Linked DNA regions of Sus scrofa: region 1 is linked to region 2. The links are chromatin contacts, called in public HiChIP or PLAC-seq maps. All regions are on one chromosome and are shown on one strand. Each heading gives the region's core, a stretch centred on a gene start, on an enhancer-like site or on the middle of the called end of the contact. The rest is flanking DNA. Distances are from core to core; before and after follow the strand shown. Region 1 has its middle 10 kb from the start of OSBPL9. Region 2 overlaps OSBPL9 (oxysterol-binding protein-related protein 9).

Evidence for each region. HiChIP or PLAC-seq counts read pairs in DNA pulled down with a chosen protein or histone mark.
Region 1: an H3K27ac HiChIP or PLAC-seq map of alveolar macrophages shows a contact between it and region 2. The contact joins two enhancer-like sites. A contact is called at or near these places in 1 of 5 promoter capture datasets (liver) and 1 of 2 datasets of contacts at active chromatin or transcription factors (alveolar macrophages).

Annotation. Positions count from the first base shown.
Region 1 is chr6:160,573,562-160,579,205 of Sscrofa11.1, forward strand. No RefSeq gene overlaps it. Among named protein-coding and RNA genes, the nearest start is that of OSBPL9, 10 kb to the left of the region's middle. Within about 2 kb of position 3,815, at least 10 of the 83 cell types and tissues checked have an H3K27ac peak or open chromatin away from gene starts, as enhancers often do. A contact at or near this core is called in alveolar macrophages, where this site is marked.
Region 2 is chr6:160,388,706-160,394,067 of Sscrofa11.1, forward strand. It overlaps OSBPL9 (oxysterol-binding protein-related protein 9), which reads right to left. Exons shown (of 25, transcript XM_005665435.3): 22 at 3,985-4,063; 23 at 2,579-2,670; 24 at 995-1,130; 25 at 12-752. The coding sequence ends at 678. Among named protein-coding and RNA genes, the nearest start is that of NRDC, 92 kb to the left of the region's middle. Within about 2 kb of position 3,801, at least 13 of the 83 cell types and tissues checked have an H3K27ac peak or open chromatin away from gene starts, as enhancers often do. A contact at or near this core is called in alveolar macrophages, where this site is marked.

The sequences.
Region 1 (5,644 bases), core at 2,565-5,064, 180 kb after region 2:
CAAAATGGAATAAAAAGAACTTGACTCTAGAATTAAAGAGAGGAGGGTGAGGTATCCTGGCTCTGCTGTAGTGGCTGAGGGGCCTTGCGTAAGCCTTTGGAGGACTTAAATTCCTCTTCTGTAATCGTGAAGGGGATCATCTCAATGTAAGTCAAGGAGTAAATGAGAACATATCCGAAGGGGATACCAGCCAGTGGCGGCCACATTCCAGTTTCCCCCTTCCTTCCTTTTCTTTGGGATGGCCTCTTTCTTACAGAGTACAGTTCATCTAAGTTTGTTGAGAACAGAGTACATGTTTGGTATCTTCAAGAAAACTAAAGATGTTGCTGTGGCTCTAGCGTAGGCCGGTGGCTACAGCCCTGATTCGACCCCTTGTCTGGGAACCTCGCAGCCCTAAAACACACACACACACACACACACACACACACACACACACACACACACACACACACACACGGAAATCTAAAGATGAAGAGACACAGTTCCTGGAGTTCCCGTCGTGGCTCAGTGGTTAACGAATCTGACTAGGAACCATGAGGTTGCGGGTTCGATCCCTGGCCTTGTAAGGATCCGGCGTTGCTGTGAGCTGTGGTGTAGGTTGCAGACGCAGCTCAGATCCCGCATTGCTGTGGCTCTGGTGTAGGCTAGCGGCTATAGCTCCAATTTGACCCCTAGCCTGGGACCTTCCATATGCCACGGGAGTGGCCCAAGAAATGGCAAAAAAACAAAAAAAAAATAATAATAAATAAAATAAAAAATAAAAGTGAAGAGACACATTTTCTATCCAGTAGCTAACCAAGGGCATGAAGCGTCCATGCAACCAAGTGTAATACAAAGCTACTCTTTGTCCTTTGGGGTGTATTTTTTTCCTCATTAATTCTACCATTTACAGAGTCTCTACCCTTGCTTGGAACTGTGCCGTAAACTGTACCGTGAGTTTTATATACCTTATCACAGTTAATCCTCACAATAAACCTGTGAATGAATTAAGTCTCCGTAGTTTACAAATAAGGAAACTGAGGTTCAAAGAGGTTAACAAACTTGCCCAGGTACCTATTAGTCTTAATTGATGAGTATCTGAGTCCACGTCAACACGTTTGTCTTTTTGTTATGCTACATGCCTCACCAAAAAATACCACATAGAAACTTAATATTCCAGAAACATTGTTCATAGAAACTTAATATTCCAGAAGCATTGTTCAGCAAAAAAGCTCTTGTTGCTGGCATCTTTTGGCATAAGCAAAGTGTTGGGATCTTGAAACATCATGATTCAGACTGATTTAAAAGATTTATAATGTGTCGATTATGATTCCATTGGCTTTTTTTTTTTTTTTTTTTGGCTTTTTAGGGCTGCACCCACGGCATACGGAAGTTCCCAGGCTGGGGGTTGATAAGGAGCTGCAGCTTCGAGCCTTCGCCACAGCCACAGCAATGCCAGATCTGAGCTGTGATTGTGACCTGCACCACAGCTCACGGCAATGCCAGATCCTCAACCCACTGAGCAAGGCCAGGGATCGAACCTGCATCCTCATAGATATTAGCTGCGTTCATAACCCACTGAGCCACAGTGGGAACTCCTCCACTGGCTTCTTAAGAGCAGGAACCACATCATATTCATCTCTGTAAGCCCTGGAAATTAGCCCAATGCCTGGCACCCAGAGATGCTTAAAAATTATTGTTTGTCTGAATTATGTGTTCTATTAAAACTGACCTACTGAGTTCCAAGGACTGTGCTAAGCACCATCAACTACATTTCCCCTTTTAGAATTTTATTTTTTTTTTTTTTTAATTTTTTTATTTTTTTTGTCTTTTGTCTTTTTGTCTGTTGTTGTTGTTGTTGCTGTTGTTGCTATTTCTTGGGCCGCTCCCGCGGCATATGGAGGTTCCCAGGCTAGGGGTTGAATCGGAGCTGTAGCCACCGGCCTACGCCAGAGCCACAGCAATGCGGGATCCGAGCCGCGTCTGCGACCTACACCACAGCTCACGGCAACGCCAGATCGTTAACCCACTGAGCAAGGGCAGGGACCGAACCTGCACCCTCATGGTTCCTAGTCGGATTCGTTAACCACTGCGCCACGACGGGAACTCCCTACATTTCCCCTTTATTTCACATATCAACCTTTAATAAGAGTTGTATTATTATGCCCATTTTACAGATGAAGATGCTGAGAGATGTTACTTTTTTAATGGAATTTAAAAAGTTTTTTGTTGAAGTAGAGTCAATTTACAATGTGGTGTTAATTTCTGCCGTACAGCAGAGTGACTCAGTTATGCATATATACATTCTTGTTCATATTCTTTTCCACTATGGTTTATCATTGCATCTTGCATATTGTTCCCTGGAGACGCATAGTTATTGAATGGCTTGCGCAAGATCACACAGCTAGTAACTAGCAGAACTAGACTTAGAGTCTAGGTATTTTCACCCCACATCCCTTCTACCGCAGCTGCAAGCTATATTTGCATTGCCTATGTGTAAATAAAGGTCTTAGACATGAATTAGGCGGCATCGTCAACTGCTAAATCGGTTTTAACACTTATCAGGCTCATGGAGGCATCAGCAGGCTCTACTTAACTTCAAATGTCAAAACACAGGTCGTCAGGAAGACCCAGGAGCCAGGGCAGTTCTTAACTCCTAAGACCATGTCCAATCGCACAGCACTTTGTCTACATTCTATACCAAGCGTCAAACTGCTTCCTTTAGATCATCAGCTAAAATTAAACACAGTGGAGACACATCAGTGCTCATTCCCACATTCCTCAGTGATTGGCCTCTCATGGAATGAAGGAGCAGCTGAAGCAGAGCAGAAGACAAGGATGAGACTCAGAATCAGAAGGTAGAGGTGATGTTAACCATTGAACCTCACAAGCTCACCAAGGACAGGAACTGGGACTAATTTACCCTGCCCCTTAGAGTGTCAATAAATGCTAAAGATGTGATTATTTAAAAAAATCATATTGGCAGCAAAACTGAGAACACAACAGAGATGGGGAAGATTGGAGGCTAGAAGACAAACTCAGAGACTTTTAAAAAGCCAAGCAAGCAGGAGAAATAATCTAAACTTGAACAGTGAGAACATTGATAGCAAGGATGGGAAGTGGAAAAGATACTGTACTGTATTTTATTGAGAAACATTTTAGAGATAAGATTTTCAAACTCACTAAACAATGGAATTAAGTGAGGAGGAAATAAAGGGAGGTGGAGATAAGACCAAAGTTTCTAACTTGTGCAATAATTAAGTAGTTAGTTTTTTTTAAGGGAAACAAAAACGGCTTGTGTTTCTCAATGAGTTTCCTTCCTTTACACAGCTGTTTAGAAATGTGATTTTTTTTTTCCACGTTTCTAGCAAAAATCATTTCCAACTTTTCCACAGCCAAGATTGTAGGCGCAAACTGCTTCAAAATGCATTCTGGTGTTGCTGGTTTCCTGCCTTCCTAAACGTCCCACCAACTGCTTTTTGTTATTGCTGTTATTGTCATGTTTCTTAATTGGCAGTTGTTGGGCATCAAGTAAAACAACATTTACAAAATGCCACCTTCTTCAGGGAAAACACAGAAATCTACAGAAACTCGACTGTCCTGGGCTGGGTATAGAGGAATCAGAAGATAGGAAAAGCAGATAAGACACAGCCTGTTTTGCCCACAAACAAATCCCAATTTCTTCCTACCCTTTCCTCCACCTACAGAGCAAGAAAGTGAAATGTCAAGCTTAGGAAAATGCAACTATGATTTTGAGGCAGAAGGGAGCTGGGGGAGGGAGAGAAGATATTTTAGGAGATCTAGATGCTGTAAGTGTTCGAAGGAGGGAAAAGAGGAAGGCACTCATCTTTGGCCCTCCCCTTTTAATATCTCTTTAGAGACACACACTCCAGCTACCATGGGCTATAAACTTTTCACAGATATCCTCCCCCGACCCCAGACAGAATTGACCCCTCATTCCCTTGTGCCCCCACCTTTTTGAACAAATTCCTAACAGGGTCTAGGACACCTCATTGTGTCTACCGGGTCGGAGTCTGAATGTTCCCTTTGACAGTGGGGTCCTTGAGGACTTGGTCATATGTGCATCCTCAGCTTAGCTCAGGGCCTCAAACAAGGAAACAGTGGAAGCACTTTAGCAGCGTCAGGCAATCTGGATAAAAGGGGAGGGGAGGCGAGGGAAGCTGGTTTGCTAGAAACAGTTTTCACTTATATTTTGTATTTATTTGAGTTGATTTAGAGGAGTGAATAGAGATTAAGGGGCTAAATCTCCTGAGCGTCCTTCCTCAAGAAACGTCAAGGAAAAAGTAGCTTGTCAAAACTATAATCTCCTTGAGGTCAGTGGCTTCTTCACCTTCTTGTTCTCTTCAGGCAAGGAGGACATTGCCTGGGACACAGCAGCCCACACTGAATGTCTGTGAAACTGATTCAACTCCTTGCCTTTCTCTTGTTACAGCTGACCCTTGAACCATACAGGGTTAGGGGTGCCCACCCTCTGCAGAGTGTAATTTTAGAGTTGGCACTCTGTATCCATGGCTCTCCACCCACAGAGTCAACAAACCACAGTTTGGACGGTACTGTAGTCTTTACTACTGAAAAAAATCCAGGTATAGGTGGACCTGCGCTGTTCAAACCTATGTCGTTCAAGCGTCAGTTGTCTTCCCTTTTCCTAGAATGACCTTTCCATTTTTCTCTGCCTAGGAGACTTTTTACTCATCATGCAAGTCCCAATTCAAATGTTAATGCCTCTTCGAGGGCCTCTTTAGACACCCTATGCCCACAGCCAGCTAGAACTAATCTTCCCCCACTGTATCCCACAACAGATTATACCCTCCTCTGATACAGATAGCAGTTATCTCACAGCATCTTAGTAAGTTCATCCACAGTGTATGGTGAGCCTGTACGCAGTATTGTCAGGGCATGTCTTAAACAGACAACTCCATCTGCTGAGACCAGGATGGATGCCCTGCTGGAATCAAGACCAAAGTCTCTAAAAGGAGTATAGAGGAGAGAGGATGAGGACTGGCTGAAAACAGGACCAGAAGGGATGAAGACGATGGAGAGGAAAAATGTTAAGGGGTTAGAGAAAGGGAGGGATCAAGGTGGGCTCCAAATTTCTAGCTTGGGAACACAAGAAAGGATGTGGATTTGGGTGGACACTGAGAAGTGTAACATTGGACATGTTTAATTTGATGTATGTGGCCGAGCCAGGTAGAAATAAGTGTTCAGCAGACAAGTGGATATACTGATTTGGAAATCTACTCAGTACTCTGTGGTGGCCTATATGGGGGAAAAAAAAATCTGGAAATGAATTGATATATGTGTATGCATAACTGAATCAATTTGCTGTGCACCTGAAGCTAACATAATATTGTAAGTCACCTATACCCCAATGAAATTTTAAAAAAACAACAACAAAGTACTCTGAAGTCTAAGAACCACGTTCAAATATATGACTTCATTTAATTATAAATAAGCAGAAGATAAAGCCCCTGCCCTAGGAAGTTAGTAATATAAATGAAAAAAGCCATATACAGTTGAAAAAGATAATGAAGAAAATAGTATTAGGAATAACATCATTGTGTACTGATATAATAAGTCAACTGAGGCCAAGGAGGATCAGGACTAAGAAAAAGATTTTAGACTTGGAGAGAAAACTATCTTAGAG
Region 2 (5,362 bases), core at 2,551-5,050:
AAACACATTTTAAAAAAAGGTTGGAAAAATTATTTATGAAGCCTTAAGAAGCACTGAGTATAATTAAACTGTAGTCCAGAATTAGATACAATTTAATAATAGTTCAATTCCAAAATAAAAGTTACTGTAAGTGAGGCCATGAAATCTCCTAATACTTGATTTTAATACATTGCGCTACATTTTCTAAAACAACTCAGAGGAACCAATATTTACAGCAGATGGAGTATTTATGAAAAATCTGGCATCAGCTAGATTATATATATGTATATATATGTGTGTGTGTGTGTGTGTGTGTATATATATATATATATATATATAGAACCCAAGATACCTGAACTAAGAAACATGTTGTATTATCACAACAGCAATTCTAGAGTGCAGAGTTTGAAACTGGGATTTATAAATGCTTTTCAAAGCGTGGGATTTGGAAAAGGAGCAGACATCTTGTTTTCAAAACCTGAAGTTTTTCTCAGGACTGAAGTCAAATTGTGACTGCCACAGAACAGGAAAAATGGAAGCTCTTCTCGCTTTAATTGTTCATCTGCATCAGAAAGTCCAGTATCCCTGAGATAGGAACCACTGCAATAAGAAGGGAGTTAACAGCTTCTCCCAAAGGAAGATTGTTGCTTGCTTACGCCTCCTGCCCTGGTTATCAGGAGCAAACCCTGTTTCCCAACCTAATGCTTGGCAGCACCCAGACGTTTCAGTAACGGTTCATCATACACCCAGCATTCTCCATCCTCGTGAAATAACTGTAAGAGAAAGAAGGGGGAGGATCGGTTACACACTTGCTTTGTACGTCTATCATATCATGCTTTTAATTACGTTATGCGTCTCTCCCCGCCACCCCAACACTGCAGTGACTTTTAGGCAGGGGCCATGGCTCATTCAAAACAGTGTTTGGTACTTTGCCATTCACTGAAATGAATAAATGAGTTATAGTTTAGGGGACAGCAGGTGGAAGGTTGAGGCAGGCTCCCCGAAGCAAGCTTACCCTTGTCTCCCATTGAATTTCCTTTTCCTTCCTTTCTCGGGCTTCCGCTCTTTGTCTTTCTTCAAGTCTATGCTTGGCTTCAGTTGCTGCATCAATGTCTCTGATTTTTAAGTTGAAAGTGACATCCTTCCAAAGGCTACGGAAAAGAAGTGAAGGTGCTAAGTACTTGATGGACAGAGCAGAAAGCAATCTTGACAATGAAAGGCTAGAGTCGTCCTGAATACAACATCACTACAGTACAAGTCAAATGGCTTTGAGCGCTGTACTTCACAGACGAATCTCCTTAGGCTGGCACTAGGCACTGGGGTAAAGGACAGAGAAAAGGACACAGAAGATGACACCGCTAGTTGTCAAAGGAGGAAATAAAGGATGAGAAGAAAGCTGGATACATGCTTAGACAAATAGAGGAGAAAAAACAGCTGAGACTGGGATTCCCGCTGCCCTCCCACCTCATCTGGCTGTACCTCTAACTAGGGATACAACCTTGGGGCTGTCAGTTCACCTCTCCAGGGCTTCAGTGTCCTTTACTATAAACCAAAAGGGTTATTTAGATCAGAGGAGCTGAGAAGTTCCATTTGATAAAAACTCCCTTGGAATTAAGAATGAAACCTGGGAGAAGCAGTTTTGAATACAGAGAATAAGGGTCAAGAGAAGCACTGCAGAGGCTTAAGGGGGTGATGGTGGAAAGAGAGCTGGCTTCCTCTCAAGGCCGGGAAGACTGGAAGATGAGAGACAGATAACGAGACACGTCTGGTCCAAACAACACTTTACAAGTGAAGATTCATTGGGACTAGAAAAGTAACCATCCTAAGACCCCCTTGTGTTAGCGGCAGAGCATAAATGTCTATGTATTTCCAGTCCAGGCAAGTAGACTGTTAACAACTTAAAGGCAATAGGCAGGGTTACAATTTGTAAGGTCCCCTTCATTTAAGAAATCCCTTCATGTGCTAAAAAACAACTTTAGTGCATGAATCCTCATACCACTAAAGGATCCTGATTTCATCCCACAGATGGAAGGGGGAAAAATTTATGATGTTTGAGACATTATAAATTGAATACCAATTAGATATTTGATGATATTAAGGAGGAACTCATTTTTTAAAAAATACATTGTGGTTAGTGTTTTTTTAAAAATGTCACTTTAGAGATACTGAAATTAATTTAGGAATGAAATTATTTTTTAAAGTTCCTTGCAAACAAAAAAAGACCTGAAGATGTTTTCGATATATATACACATGGTCTCAGTTGGGACCTCGCTGCCATCTCTTATGAGCCACAAAGGTGGTGCTAAGTCAGCATACACTTGGCTCTTATTATATGCCAAGCAGCACACCTGTGCTCCATGTTTCTCTCATTTAGTTCTCATGACAATGCTGCAGTAGTTCCCTTTTCAGGGATGAAGGCAAAGAGAGGTTAACTTACTGTCACGGTTACAGTGCTCAGTGGTGGAGCTCCATGTGAACCCGGGCCTTCAAACTCAGCGTGTGCTCTGCTGTGTCCTGCTCTACAGCCCACCGCCAGCCCTGCACCTATGCGTGGCCACCAGCAAGAGAATCAATAGCTCTAGTTGTGTCATCTCCTTACCAGCGGGATTCATACTCATTCTGGTCCTCCAATTTCCTCACTTTCTTCTTGATTATAGGCAACTTCTTGGTATCTATAAAAACTGCATTTTCCTAGAAGACAGAAGGGGTAGGTATGTATTTTATTGCTCACCTTATTCCAGGAGGAAAAGTCAACTCTTCTCATTAACAGATTTAATAATGAAACCCCACATATGTTACTGGTGTGGACAATGAGTTCCAAAGGCAAGCTTGAGGCTAAATTATAATTGTGTGGGGTTGTTTTTTGTCGTTTTAGGGCCATACCCACAGCGTATGGAGGTTCCCAGGCTAGGGGTCCAATCAGAGCTGTCGTTGCTGGCCTGTGCAAGGGCCACAGCAACGTGGGATCCGAGCCACGTCTGCGACCCACACCGCAGCCCACAGCAACCCTGGATCCCCAACCCACTGAGTGAGGACAGGGATCAAACCTGGGTCCTCATGGATGCTAATCAGGTTTGTTAACTGTTGCGCCACGACGGGAACTCCTAATTGTGTTTTAAACCTTGGTAAAGGCTCAATTCAACAGACATTTTTCAATGTTGCTATGTGCTACATGCCTGCAGAACTAGACAGATAAATCTTTTTTTCTTTTTCTTTTTCAAGGCCATACCTGTGGCACATGGAAGTTCCCAGGCTAAGGGCTGAATTGGAACTGCAGCTTCAACCTACGTGACAGCTACAGCAATGCTGGGTCCAAGCTGCATCTGTGACCTACGCCTCAGCTTGCAGCAATGCTGGATCCTTAACCCACTAAGCAAGACCAGGCATCCAAATCCACATCTTCACAGACATCACGCCAGGTTCTTAACCTGCTGAGCCACAGTGGGAACTCCGAGACAGCTAATCCTAACGTTAAGTACTCAAGTGCTTTTCACATTTCAAATGCTCCAAGTCCAAATCCAGTTCACTGATTCCTCCTGTTAATCCCATACTACCCGCTCCTATCTTAATTAGTAGTTTGCAAGTTCCTTGAGGGCCAGGACTATCTTATTTCTGTGTCCCTGGTGCCAGGCGATTAACACATTTCTTACAGTAAATCAAACTGTGTATATAAAAAACAAACATGAATTAATAATTTAGCACTTCCTTTTATTTATAAACATACCACACATTCTAAAGTCATAGCTAACACTGACTGGGTGCTTACTAAGTGCTAAGCATTCCCCCCCCCATGTTGTCTTTGAGTGTTTTAAGAGGAGAAGTGAAAGTAAAACTCATTCTACTGCCTATGCTGCTGGGGAAGAGGTGGGGAGGAAAAGGCTTGCCCTGAAGAGAGAGCATTAGAGCTCATCTTGGTGGTTCGGTAGCCAGCTGAAGGGAGCCAGAGGAAGGGACAGGCTATGATTCCACGAAGCCTGAAATAAGTGGCAAAACACAGCTTCTTACCCCCGTTGAATACTTTGCATACATTACACCATTCCATTCCCCTTCAATTGAGCAGAAAGACTTCTTGTCATTTGGAGAACTAAATTAAAACAAACAAACAAACACAAACGTTTGTGTTAGTCTCAAATTGAAATTTACTCTAGCAAAGAATCTGGTCAGTGTGGCCTACTCACAGAGCAGAACAAAGAGCAGCTGTGCAGTCTGTGGTGGAGGCAGCTTAATAAAACTGGATTCTCAGTCATCTGTCTAAGAAGGAGGGCCCTGAACAAGATGCTAATGAACAGGAACGGTGGCCATGAAATGCACTAGGTGCTGGGGCCACAGCAACCTAGGGACAGGCCCTGCTTTAAGCTGTGCACAGCCTGGTGGGGAAAGACATCGCCACTGAGATCTGAGATGGCAAGTCCTGTGGTGCGTCCAGATGGGCTCTGGAGAGCAAGGGCGATGCTGCTAGAATGAGGCTCAGGAAAGCCTTCACTTAAGGACACGACACTGGAGACGAGGCTTCCATCTTCAGGCTGAAAGGGACCTCTGGGTCAAAGGGGTTTACTCTTTTCCTTGCTTGGACATGGCAGTGACGTGCATGGCAGCGGTAAAACTCGGGAAGACATGCGTTACAGCAAAGGCCAGATTAGGAAGGGCAACGCATGAACACGGAAGGCTAGGAGGTCAGAAAGAGAAAATACACAGGGCAGAGGAATGAAGCCGCTGTCACTGGACTGAAACTTCTTTCCGCGGTGATTTGGGACTTTGTGCAAAGGAAGACAAATGGAAAGGAAAACGGTAGGACCCCAAGCTTGGAAGGTTACTGTGCAGAGGTTCTCAAAGTGTGGTCTAGGGGCCCCTGGGGCTTCCTTCCCCTTAGGTCAAAATTATTTTCATAATATTAAAATATTACCCTAACTTGAAGAGCCCACCAAGCGCTCTTTCAGAAAGCAGTCTTTGTTATTTTACGTCGCTGTGACTGGCCAAAAAATCTGCTAGCAGTTCCTGTTGGTGCAGGCCCGCCCATGTCTTCGTTCTGGACCTCCTACCTCCCCCACCTGCCTGTTGGGGGCCAGGGGCAGCTGCATTACAATGGGGTTGGGTGCTGCCTAAGCTCTCCCATAGGTGTTTTCTGACTGTAATGATATTTTAGATTTTAACATGATGCTTAGTAAACTTCATCTTGTGTTGTTCATGGTCCTATCCTGCTCAAGAATTTTATGGTTGCTGATTCTGTCATCCAAATTTAATAATCTCCCTAAAGAATTGCTTAACCAATCCTATGCCCAATAACGTCTTTTTTTTTTTTTTTTTTGGCTGTACCTGCAGCATGCAGAAGTTCCCAGGCCAGGGACTGAACCTGCAACACAGTAGTGACAATGCCAGATCCTTA